Regions from separate parts of the Sus scrofa genome. Here region 2 is linked to region 1. Evidence: chromatin contacts called from public HiChIP or PLAC-seq data. All regions are on one chromosome and are shown on one strand. The core of a region is the stretch at or near the end of the contact, and the rest is flanking DNA. Distances in the headings are between cores, read along the strand shown. Region 1 holds the start of THUMPD2 (THUMP domain-containing protein 2). Region 2 holds the start of MAP4K3 (mitogen-activated protein kinase kinase kinase kinase 3).

The links. HiChIP or PLAC-seq counts read pairs in DNA pulled down with a chosen protein or histone mark.
Region 2: an H3K27ac HiChIP or PLAC-seq map of alveolar macrophages shows a contact between it and region 1. The contact joins the promoter of MAP4K3 here to the promoter of THUMPD2 in region 1. A contact is called at or near these places in 1 of 47 Hi-C or Micro-C datasets (heart right ventricle) and 2 of 2 datasets of contacts at active chromatin or transcription factors (alveolar macrophages and skeletal muscle).

Annotation. Positions count from the first base shown.
Region 1 is chr3:100,553,868-100,560,215 of Sscrofa11.1, forward strand. It overlaps THUMPD2 (THUMP domain-containing protein 2), which reads left to right and starts at 3,301. Exons shown (of 12, transcript XR_001303323.2): 1 at 3,301-3,466; 2 at 5,310-5,549.
Region 2 is chr3:100,884,341-100,890,688 of Sscrofa11.1, forward strand. It overlaps MAP4K3 (mitogen-activated protein kinase kinase kinase kinase 3), which reads left to right and starts at 2,808. Exons shown (of 34, transcript XM_021088336.1): 1 at 2,808-3,186. The coding sequence starts at 3,091. It overlaps TMEM178A (transmembrane protein 178A), which reads right to left and starts at 2,683. Exons shown (of 7, transcript XM_021088345.1): 1 at 2,578-2,683.

The sequences.
Region 1 (6,348 bases), core at 2,051-4,550:
CACTCACCTGTAGCGGACTATGGGAGAAAGGGGATAGCAAGCCCAACATATTGAAAAGACTCCCCAAGTCAGTCTGAGGCATGTTCCTGGTTAATAAACATTATTTTTAAAGTGTGTGTGGAGGACAGAGAGGATGAAGAAGGAAGGAAGAAGTAACAGGCAAAGTTGCGAAGAAGTTTATCTTTGGGTCCTCCTGTCCCCTTAATTCCTTTCACTGGCATCAGTAATCTACCCTTACCCTGGTGTCTCACTCACAAAGACCCCTCCTGATATGGTGGTTATAGCAATCCTTCCTAGCTGAGGGGGCCTCCCACTTAGTCACAATTCCATCCAATTCAGCAACCATTGACTGCGAGCCACCACACACAAGCCAGTGGGCTCACTGTGGATGCCCAGATGAATGATGTCATCCCGTTTTCAAGGATCTCATAATCTAAAGCATTTGCATTAATATCTAAGTACATACATCAAATGCTTTTAAGAACTAAAGGAATTGCCAACAGCACCAAAATAGAGAGAGATCTTGAAGCAGAAAATCTTGCCCTAAATTTCTAAAACACCCCACTTAAAAGTGTATCTGTCCTCTAAAATTGCTCCTGCCAACTTTCAACTTCTTATATGTGCAACATTCAAATACCAAAACTCAACTGGATACTTATACAACTATAGGGATCTGCAGTTCTTTTTATTTTTTGAATTTTTTTGAATTTTTTTTTTTTTTTGTCTTTTTGTCTTTTTAGGGCCGCACCCCTGGCATATGGAGGTTCCTAGGCTAGGGGTCTAATCGGAGCTGTAGCCACTGGCCTACACCACAGCCACAGCAACGTCAGATCCTCAACCCACTGAGCGAGGCCAGAGATCAAACCTGCAACTTCATGGTTTCTAGTCGGGTTCGTTTTCCGCTGAGCCATGATGAGAACTCCTGCAGTTCTTTTTCAGTAGAGACCTTTTTTTTTCTTCTAAAAAAGAGAGACTGTTTTTTGTTGTTGTTGTTTTGTTTTGTTTTGTTTTGTTTTTGTTTTGTATCCTCTGCAATTGGAAGTTCCAGGCTATGGTTCAAACTGGAGCTGCAGCTGCCAGCCTATGCCACAGCAACAGCAATGCTGGATCTGAGCCCCATTTGCAACCTATTCCATAGCCTGTGACAATGCCAGATACTTAACCCACTGAATGAGGCCAGAGATGGAACCCATATCCTCATGGACACTAGTGGGGTTCTTAACCCACTGAGCCACAGTGGGGTCTCTGAGACATTTTTTTAATGAGAAGCAGAAATGATGGAGGAAAGGGTATTTGCATAATAGGAGGAGAATTCCAGGCAAACGTTCTCTCAGAAAACCAGTCATTTTCTCCTTAAGGAGGCAACACTCCACCTATTTCATCTCAAGCGTGGTGTGAAAAGCATAGTTGGAAGGCCAGTGCTACAGCAGGGTCCAAAGGTGAGTAAATGCACTTGACTCCCCACTGGAACAAAAGTAGCCCCTCACCTTGCTGACCCAAGGCTCCTAGGGGGACCAAGACAACAGAAGAAGGGAAAAGTGAGGAGAGGTAAGAGGAATATTGGCTCTAGAGGACTGCAGTCTCAACTCAGCCTTAGTTCTGTCCAGGAATTGGTGGCCAGCCCAAGGCTGGAGAAGTTATTTCTGAATCTGCCTTGAGCAGCACTGCCTTAATCTGCTCCTACCCACCTCTCTACCTTTATCTCTCATGACCTCATCTAATTTATGGTCTAATAATACCTAACTGCTATTATAGCCTTTCTGTCACACACACACACACACACACACACACACACACGCTCACATTTGCACCTGCTGCTCCATCTACCTAAAACACTACACCACTACTACACCGCCACCCCTACCATCCCCAATAAGTCATTTCACTCACTTGCCAGAGACATACATTTGATAGTGTCTATATATCTGATTCATACAACTACAGAGTTAATTCAATGCTGTTCGTTTTATAATATTTATAAGAATTCTGTTCTCCCCAAGTAACATATTCATTGTCAATTTAAAATTCAGAGTTTTAAAGAATCCCTTTAAATACTGTAAAGAGAGTTAATCAAATTAGGTGGCCCAGACTGAATGTACATTCATTACCCTGATGGTTAATTTAGTGCATGAAATGTGACCTGTGAACATAAACACATTTCGTTGGAGAGCAGGAATTTCTGCTCTTTTGCCTGAGGATTCCCAGTTTGGGTGTAATGCTTGGTGAGGACAGAGCAGGGCTTCAAATGTGAGAAGAGTAGGGGAAATGGTGAAGGAGTAGAATGGAGGGAGTTGGGAAGAAGGAAATAAAGCTCAGTATATTAGATATAAAGATGGCTAGGCTCCAGTGTCAGCTGTGCCACTAACCCATGGTCCCTTGCCTTCTCTAGGTATCAATTTCCTCAATCTGAAAAACAAGACAGATGAATGAGATGATATTATACACCCTTTAAAAAAATCTTTCATGACTATATATTTTTAAATGATATCAGAGATATAATGTGTTTTAAAGTTATGCTAATGCATAGCATGCTTGATTTCTATTGCTTGTTTTTATTATTATTATAGTCAAAGGGTAGAAATGAGAGCACATGTTATGATGCCATATTATTCAAGTTCTGACTTCTGATGAACTGTCTTCTCTGAGGTACAAGAAAAGGGCCTATTACTCAGGTATCTTGATTTTGTTATACTCCTTTTAAGCGTAGCAGTTACAGATGTTAATTTGAAAACATTTTTTTAACAGGTTATTCTTTTCATTTGCCAACAATTAATCAGTTGGAATAGGATTTCTTATTCATACATCTTGCTCTTAGCACGAATCATCTTATCTCCTACTCACTACAGGAAGGGAATTAGGGTGAAACCTATTGGATATTTTAAGTAATGCATCAGTCTTTGCGGTATTCCATAATCTATGTTGCTTCCCTACTGACATCATTCATTTTCTTAACACTGTGAGGCCCTGAGCATCTGAGGCAAAGTTATGTCATGATACCATTTGCCAAGTACCTAACAATCAATGGCAGGCTTTATTCATTCTAAAGTGAATTCAGCCACCTTCTGTGAATACATCCTTTTTATATAACACAATTATATATCTCAGTCATTTCCCTTTCACCTCTGATTCTAAATCATTCCAGATGCCTAATCAAGGAGGTTTCACGCAGTTAACCAAGGAGATCCAAAGACGCCCCTCCCAGCCAATCTGACCCTCCCGGGACCTTTCCCGGGTCTTTTTAGACGACATCTGACCTTCCGGCCCCTGCCGGCACTTCCGGGGCCTCGGGGACGCGCCGCGCGCTCCCGAGGCCACGTGACCTCCCCCCTCTTCCAAAGCCATGGCGGCAGTGACCGAAGATCTCCACTTCGGGCCCGCAGCGGGCACCCGCTTCTTCTGCACCGCGAGCCGCGGCCTGGAGCCCTTCCTGCTGCGGGAGGTGCGGACGCGGCTGAGGGCCACGCAGGTGAGTCGGCATCGACGCGTGCCCGGGCAGGAAGCAAGGCACCTCCCCGCCGGGTCCGTCTCAGATCCCGGAAAATGACGCGAAGAACCGCGCGCTCGGCTTCCGAACCCACCGAGGCGACGTCCCAGCCCTCGGAGTTCTACTGGCGTATAAATATCCAATGTGCTGTAGTATATAGTGTGTAGCGTACTTTAAGCAAATATATTGGGTAAAATTAAGCTTTATTTTGTAATAATGTTTAATATACTAAACACTGCTACTTATTATAATAAAGGTAGGAACAGTAATTTTTAAGATACAATTCAACATACTAGAGGTGTCCCTAATGCCAGCTGGACAGAGGCCCTGTCTGATTAGTTGACCTTTATCAACCCATCTAGAAAAGATAACATTAACTCAAGTCCTGATAAGCCACCCAATTTTTACTTTTTAGTGGGTCATGATGATAGAGGGTAGTGGGGTTCAGCTAGGAAGATAGTCACGTTCTTAGTTATTTAATGGGATGACTGCATAAGAGTTTATTGGGGGTTTTTTTGTTTTGTTTTTTGAAGATTCTCTGCTCCTCGTAGACTGGATACCTTTTTAAGAATTAAAATATATTTTTTAATTCTCCTAAAATGAACCAAAAAAGCTCACACACCACCTCAACCCTTCACTTAGCACTTTAAAATTAATTCCGAAATTAAATGGCATCCGTAGAATAAGGAAAAATTCGGTATCTCCTTATGTTACTATACATTACGATTTTGCCTGGGCTTAAGCTTTTCATCTTTGTGTTACACTTGAATACCTGAACTTTAAAAGAAAGGCAAAATGCTAACTGCTTAGACATGTTAGCGGATAATAAAGCTGTTTTTACTTTAATAAAGGCTGTTATTTTATCTTCTGAAGTGTTAGACATAAAATCAGCTGGCTTTAGACACTTTGTTATGGTTTAATTCCAAATGGAAAAAGCATATTGTATATATAAATAAATTTTCAAGTAATAAATTCTAGGATGAAATATTCTAAAATGCCACAGTTCTCCCCAAGTGTTGTAATTGAATATGCATCAGTTAAAAGCAATAAAGTGAAGAAAAACAGTATCAGTAGCTTCAGCAGTGTTTGAAATTATAAATACCAAAATGCATTTCTTTCTACTACTTCAAGACATGATACTTTATCTTCACAAAGGGTTAATCTTTAAAGTGTGTTCTTGTATATGATTTTCACAGTGGCTTTCTACAATTTTGTAAACTACTTTTGATTACATGCTCTTCACTTGTAAAAGGAATGTAGGCCTAATGATAATTTTTTTTAATAAAGAGAATAATGATGCTTTTGATTTTGAGAGTGTATTTGGCAGTTTAATGCCCCAACCCATATTATTCTAATGTTTGGGCACCCCAAATAAAGGACCTTTTAGGTCCTCTTAATTAACTTGACTTTTCAGTTGTTTTGTTTTCTACCCTCCATAATGATATTTTTAGAGGAAGTTCATTTTATAAACTTTCCTTTGATATTCAAGTGAGAAAAGATCTTTGTACAAATAGCTAATGTAATGTCTAGCTCACTGACTACTTATCACTGGTCTACATGTTCGCATCAGTTTGTTTGTAAGACTTGAACCTTAAAACCATACATTTCCAGTGAAATATTTCGGTTCCCCCACAATCTTGACAAGACAAGGTATTTCATGTATGTTAACTTGTTTTGTGATAGCTTGACATCAGCTCTATTTTTAGGTCAAGTAATATAAAATCTAAACTTTTAAAAATTTACTCTTTAGAAGTGTTCCCAAGTTCTAAACATCTTGAGGTAGTTTTGACTTTAGTCAAAGACCCACAGGGGCCCCTCCTTCCAGGTAATTCTACCCTTCCCACCCGGGTCTCCTTCGGCAACCAGCTGCCTGCCAGCCCCTGCCCGCCACTTGCGGGGACGCGCCGCGCGCGCCCGAGGCCACGTGACCCTGAAAGCCATGGCGGTAGCGACGGGAGATCCCCGCTTCGGGCCTGCAGTGGGCGCCCGCTTCTTCTGCACCGCGAGCCGCGGCCTAGAGCCCTTCCTGCTGCAGGAGGTGCGGGCGCGGCTGAGGGCCACGCAGGTGAGTCGGCGTTGCCGCGTGCTAGGCAAGAAGTGGGGTGGCCCTGTCCCCGCCCTTGGCCGTGGCCCCTCCCGCCAGGGGCGGTCGCAGACCCCGGAAGGTGTCGCGAAAACCCGCGCTTTCGCAGTTCTGCTGGCATGTCCTTTAATTACTGTTGGAAAGAACCGCCAGTCATTTTTCCTAAACATCTGTTTCAGCTGAAGTTTTTTTTAAAAGGCCGGGTTTGAGTTCCTTGGTGGCCTGGCAGTTAAGGACCCGGCATTGTCCCGGCTATGGTGCGGGTTCCATCAATGGCCTGGAAACTTCCTCCTGCCGTGGGCGGGGCCAAAACAGGGGAGGGGTGGTTGACGCAAGTTATGTCCTACACTGTTTAAAAGAAAACGTTCGATAATGCCTGTAATTAGAATTAGACCTGTCAAGAGACTCTTCTCCATCCTTTAAATGCAAATATAATCTTAAGGTTCAGCCACTTTTGTCAGTTTCCTATTTATTTCATAGGATTGTTGGGAGGAGCAAATGAAACAGGATATGTAAAGTACACCTTAGGCAGTAAAGAGTAGCTAGAAAAATAATTTAATTCTTAGAGCCGTGAGAGACCAACTTCTGGGGAAGTCAACATTTGCAGGTATTTATATGCTGTTAATTTCAACGAGATGAAAGTTGTAAATTTAGGTTCTAGGACATGCTGAGCCGGTTTCTCGAAAACAGAGGAAAAAAATAGAAAAAGTCTCCAGTAACTAGATGGAGTATATATGACGGTGTGAATGATATGTTTTGGGGAAGTGAAAGTTTATTCAAA
Region 2 (6,348 bases), core at 1,558-4,057, 330 kb after region 1:
ATCATCACTGACTCAAATGGTTACAGGGAGGGAGATTTTGGCTTAGCATGAGAGAAAAATTTTAAAGTATACTTTAACTACAGGCTACTAGCTAACAGTCTGGCCCTTGTGTCATACTACCTCTGCTCAAATTTCAGCTGTGTTGCCTTGAGCAGCTTAATCTGTGCCTCAAAAAAAAAAAAAAATTGGAGCTAATAATGCCATCAAGTTGTAATCAAGTTGTGAGAATTAAGTGAGATAATACATGGAAAGGACTTGGCTCAGTTCCTGGCACTCTTTAAGCACGTGGGAATGTTAACATATATTTTTTCTATTATTTTATGACTATTCACTACCACCATCTCATAATGAAGCAGGGTGTTTTAGAACAGTGAGTTCTACTTTACTGAAGGTATTCCAGCAGCAGTAAATTCATGAGAGATGCTGTAGAAGCAGTTTATGACTTCTAAGAATGCTTCTAATCGTAGAAGAGGGATGCTATTTCTCTGATTCAAAGAAAGTGTGATTATTAGTGTTACTTCTAGTGAAATTGAGGAATGTTAGAAAAAAAAAAAAAGACTTCGGCTTTGGCTCTATGTATATACTACAAAGGACAAATATTTTATTCTTGATTGCAAAAGCCCTTTTATTTATGTTGTAATCCATATGGCAAATCAGGCCCTTACATGCAAATCCATGTCTTTTCTAAAGGCCTAGCTTGGCCCTGCCAAAATGGAACAGACACAACTTTAAAGATTCAGCCCTACTGAAATGTCTTTTCCCTTTGAAAGAAGTCTATTAGTGATGCAAATGCAAAGTTATCTGCACAGATGACAATCCAAGCAAACAAAACAGTGAAACCATTAGAACATTCTTACGCAGGATTCAATCCTGAGAATTTGGCTTTCTGGTATTAAAAAGGCAGAGAAAGAAAGAAGAACTGGCTCCTATTTGGGATGCTTTATTAGGTCTGCTTATCTGAACCCTGGGCTAATTATCCTCATGTTTGGCTTAAAGAGGCCAAGCAATTCTCCAAAAGTGGACAGGCTGAAGGAAGGCCTACATTCTGGGCAAGTGCCTTAAACAGGCAAAAACAGGGTCCTTAGCCACGGAATAACATTTATAGTCAGTTTTCAAGATACCAGAGCTTTAAGGCAGATCCACTTAGAAGAACCTGGAGTTCCCATTGTGATGCAGTGGGTTAAGAATCCAACTGTAGTGCCTAGGGTTGCTGCAGAGGCATAGGTTCAATCCCCAGCCCTGTGCAGTGGGTTAGAATCTGGTGTTGTCACAACTGAAGATTGCACCTGCAGCTCAGATACAATTCCTGGCATGGGAACTTCCACATGCCATGGGTGCAGCCAATAAAAAAAAAAAAATAAGATGAAGAAGAAACCCAAAGATAAGTACTCATCAGGTAGCAATTTAAGTGATGATGTTCATAGTACTGATACTTTAAAATAATTAAAAACTAGACAACTGAAAGTCGGCTTGTACAGGTCAAGAGATGGTCATTTCCCAACATCTTTCAGTCAATAGATGCCCAGAGCAAACAACTTGAGAATTTAGTAAACATGCAATCTTGCCATAAGCCAAAGGATTGAAAAGACAAAAAAAGTATGAGGCAGTTAACTCTAAGTATTTCACTTGACTATTATTTGATTATACTTATTTTATCCTCAACTGGTTTGATAAGACCTAGTTTCTCAGGGAGCCATAAGGCATTTGGGAACATTAATGTTCAGAAGATGTGGAGCCTAAGAGTATTAGGAAAGCGTTTCTGAAGCAAAGCTCCAAAGTGGTATTGCCAAAGTGGCCATCACCTACCTACTTGATCAAAGCTTTTGAGAATGCCTAGTGGTCAATTTATCGAGAACAAAAATTAATCCCCCATACCCACATGCTTTCTTGGACAGATGGTAAGAGCTGGTGCTAGTGTTCACAGAGATGGCACGCAGTGCTTGCAATCTGGGTCTTATGCAGGGTGGGGCTTAGGGTAGGTAAACTATAGAGCTTCCATATCATCACGTGTTGACATTTCAGCTGTGGGAAGGGATCTTGTCCACACTTCACCCCAACCCTCACCTCTCCTCCAGAAGGTTGCTTGACAGCTTACACAGTCCCCGCCCGGGTCTTTGATATCCAGACGTCTCTGGTCAAGGTCAAGCTTTAGTGCTGGGCTCTGTCTGCTCCCACGCCCTTCATGGAGGCTAGCTGGAGGCCGTTTGGCGCATTTTCTCTCGTGTTTTCCCACGCCCACCGACTCCTCCCAGCCGCCCTCCTGGCCTATCTTCTTTTGCACACTGGCAGGTCAAGTCCAAGGGCCTGAGTGGACCACGCACAGCTCACTTTCCCAAGGGCTTTCCTCAGGACGACCCCTGAAAGTCTGTGGTAGTGGGCTGTGTTCTATATGTAGCTGTTTCTGAAAAAAAGAATAGTTTGGGTCACTGGTCGTCTTGCAGATTAAAACTATGCTACCTGCTTAGGATGTGGACCTGATGAGGCGCTGGGGGAATGAGAGGCCACCAAGGGCTCTTTTCTGCTTGCCCCCCTCCCCCAGTCCTTCCCCCCGGCCGGTGGTCCCAGGGGCACGCGAACCTTTTCTGGCACCTCACGGCAGCCGTCGCGCGCGGGTCCACGGTCCGCTCGGGCCGGGTAGTGCAGGCAGTCTGCCCTAGCTCGAGAGGCGCGCGAAGCGGAGCGCGCACCGGGCGGGCCGCGCGCGGGGTCGGAGAGCGCTCCCTCCGGGATCGCGGCTGCGCAGTCGCGCCAGAGCCGGGAAAAGAGGGAGGAGGGTGGAGGAGCCGGAGTAAGGGGAGGGGGAGGAGCGGCGAAAGCGGAAGCCATGTTGGAGTTTCACCCGGAGCGAGGGGCTGCGAGCGTTCTTCGCTCCGTGTGGGTGTGACCCGGGTTCGGCGCCGCGGCGGGCTGCGGGGGGCGGGGACGGTTAGGCCGGTCGTCGTCGTCCGCGGCGGCGGCCGCAGCGTGGGGCCGGGCGATTGTGACCGCCGGGGGAGCAGGGGGCCGGCTGCGGCTCCCACTCTCCGTGTGGCCCCCTGAGCGCCCCCCTCCCCTGCTCGGGAGGGAGGCGGGGGGCACCCGGGGCCCGCCATGAACCCCGGTTTCGATCTGTCCCGCCGGAACCCGCAGGAAGACTTCGAGCTGATTCAGCGCATCGGCAGCGGCACCTACGGCGACGTCTACAAGGTGAGGGTGAGGGGCCGCGCGCCGCCGAGGCCTCGGGGGCGCTGACCCGCCGCGGGGAGGGCCCGGGGCGCCGGCGAGCCGCTGCCTCTCGGCGAGAGACGCTGGCGTCCGGGAGCCGTGGGGGAGGAGGAGCAGCGGGCGCCCAGGGCTCCGCGGCCGTGCAGCGAACAAAGGGCCAGACGATTAACCCGGGGACCTCCGAGTCCTTACCTGATCTTGCCCCGGACGCACATTTCCCGGGGAGGGCTGACCGGCGGCGGCTACGCTGCTCATCCGCGCGCAGAGAGGGTCATCGCGTTTGTTGCATTGGCAGGATCCGGGCGGCCAGCCGGACCGCAGGGGTTTGGCGTCTGTCAAACCTGCGTGCTTCATGCGGACCTGGGGTTGTCCGCGATGCGTTGGCAACTGCTGTCCTCCAGACCTGGTGGTGATTGCACTGGGCAGCCGACATCGACCACCCCTCAGCTTTTAGCCTCTTAGCGTCCGCAGGCTAGTTTCTTTTAATTTTCCAAGTAATGACTTTGTTTTGTAAAGAAAGAGAGATCTAGTTAGTATAACTTTCTCTCTCTGACGAAAGAGCAACTTTGTTTTCTCCAGCTCAAATCGGAATATGGTGCTTTATTAAACTTGTTTTTGCTAGTGGTACATAGGAATCAGCTTTTTTTTATTTAGCAAATACTTAGGAAAGGTACTGGTATGACAAGGTGAGGATTCAAAGTCCATTAGTAGTACAGCATTCCTGTTGTAGAGGGACCACTTCTAAATGTGGGAGATAAATCATGCTTCCCTGGCCAGCTCAACTCTTGGCCCCGCAGAGACTGCCAAGAAGAGGAGGCTAGTGCCAAATGTGGCAGCAGTCTTGATTTGGTCGAGTATCTTCTTACTTGTAACTGAAGTGGAACTCCTCCTGTTTCACATAACACCTGAAGCTGTGCAAGGGAACTAATTTTACTTTGGAAAGTTTAGTCTTAACTTTCTTTTGTCCAGATTGAAGCGGTAGATTTTTGCTTTTGCTTCACTGTAACACATATGGTAAGGTAGGTATTTAGTACAGTGCAGCCAGTAATCTGCATTAGTCTTGTTTTGTGGATGATTTGCTTTCCATCATCACTTATTTCACCACTTTTCTGCATAAAACAACACGGGTGCCTTGCATATAAGGTACTGTGCATCTTTCGAAGCACTTGGGTTATAGTAGTAAAAGAGACATCTTCCCAAGTCTTACTTGTCTTTATTTTTTGGAGAGGAACAATATTAAATAACCATTGAAATAATTTTATTGCAGTTTTATTTTGTGCTGCAGAGGAGAAGAGAGGATTAGGATTAGGGTTATGAGAGCATATAACAGAGGGACCTCATCTCCTCTGAGGAGTCCGAGGCAGTGAAGAGGGGGATATGCCAGTTAGAGGGAGCATGATCTGTGAAGGCTTGGAGGCCCCAAGGAACAGGGTAAGGATTTAAAGAAGGCATGTATGGCCTGAGCAGCCAGAGGGGGATTATGGTTTCAGAATCATGCAGGCCTTTTAGGTCTTATAAAGAGATGGGACTTCTCTTTAGCCCAAAAGGGAGCCATTGCAAAGGTTTTAAGTAGGAGAGTGAACTTAGATTTGGATTTTTATCAGGTTTGCCTTCTGTCGTGTGGGGAATGGAGATGGAGGGCCAGGGGTAAAGAGCAGCTAGGAGGTCACTGTGAGAATGACCATTATGGTATTGTGTTTGGAATTTGTAGGGATTGTGAAAGTCGAAGTGAGTGGATCCAGGTAGCTTAGAGGTGGTTTAAGGGAGTCTGGTTGTATCCAGATACAAAGTTAACTGAAACTTTGCTGATGTGTCAGACTTAGGTGGCATTGTGGACAGTAAATTCTTTTTCAGTTCTTTGCAAAAATAATTGGCCATTATTTACTATATTTAGAAAAAAACAGCTGGTAGTTAAGCCACATGATTAAAAAGTAAAAAAAAAAAAAAAAATTAGGGCCTGTGATTTCCTAAGGACGTCTAAGTACAGTACAGGCATAAGTTGATTATTGTTGTCGTCTGTTTAAAATAATGATAATATAAGCTAACATTTGTAGAGTGCTTATTCCTTACCAGGCACAGCTCTTAAGACTTCTCCATGTATTAACTTACTTAATTCTTACAACAATCCCTGAAATAGACCCTGTTATTAAGTCCATTTTGCAATGGAAGAAACTGAGGCACAGGGAGGTTATGGTAACTTGCCAAAGTTGGTAGGTGGCAAAGCCAAAATGTGAACCAGTTCCTTTAGCCACTGCATTCTTAACCCTTAGGCAGTACTGCTTTTGTCTGAAGACGGGATATAGACAGATAATATATTATCGAATTTCCAGTGGAGAAACAGAGGCACACACTTGGTTCAGTATTTCATTTGCAACCACACTTTGAGTTAAAGTGGATCTTTAAGTAGTAGTTGGAATACCTAACTCCTGCTGTGCAGCCAGGCCTCACTGTTTTTGTAGAGTCTGCCAAGGGGACATCAGATAATAAATGCTTGATCCCTGCCTGCCAGACTCTTAATACCAGGGGCCCAAAGCAGAGAAACGCCGTGTGGTTTTTGGCATCATATCCTCTGCTTGCTAAATAACCAAAGGCTTAAACTATTTGTATTTTTGTCTGAACATAATCATGTTTATGCTGTAAAGATAATAGGTTTTTTTTTTGTTTTTTTTTTTTTTGTCTTTATTTTTAAGGCTGCATCCGAGGCATATGGAGTTTCCCAGGCTAGGGGTCAAATTGTAGTTGTGGCTGCTGGCCTGCACCACAGCCATAGCAACATGGTATCCGAGCTACATTTTCGACCTACACCACAGCTAAGCTCACGGCAACGCTGGATCCTTAACCCACTGAGCGAGGTCAGGGATCGAACCTGAGTCCTCATGGATACTAGTTGGGTTCGTTAACCTCTGAGCCACAATGGGAACTCCGATAATAGGTTTTTTTGCATTTGTTTTGCTGTTTTGAGTTTTCATTAATTTTAGAAATGGTGGTAAGTAGAGAGGTGTGCATTAAAAGTTTTTTAAAAAGCCAGTATATATAATTTGCTCCTTAATTTGTTAGTGTTTAGGTGCTAAAAATGGAATGATCTGGTTAAGTAAATAAGTTAGAGACCTGATTATTTATAGTCATTCTTAGAAGGTTGGTGTT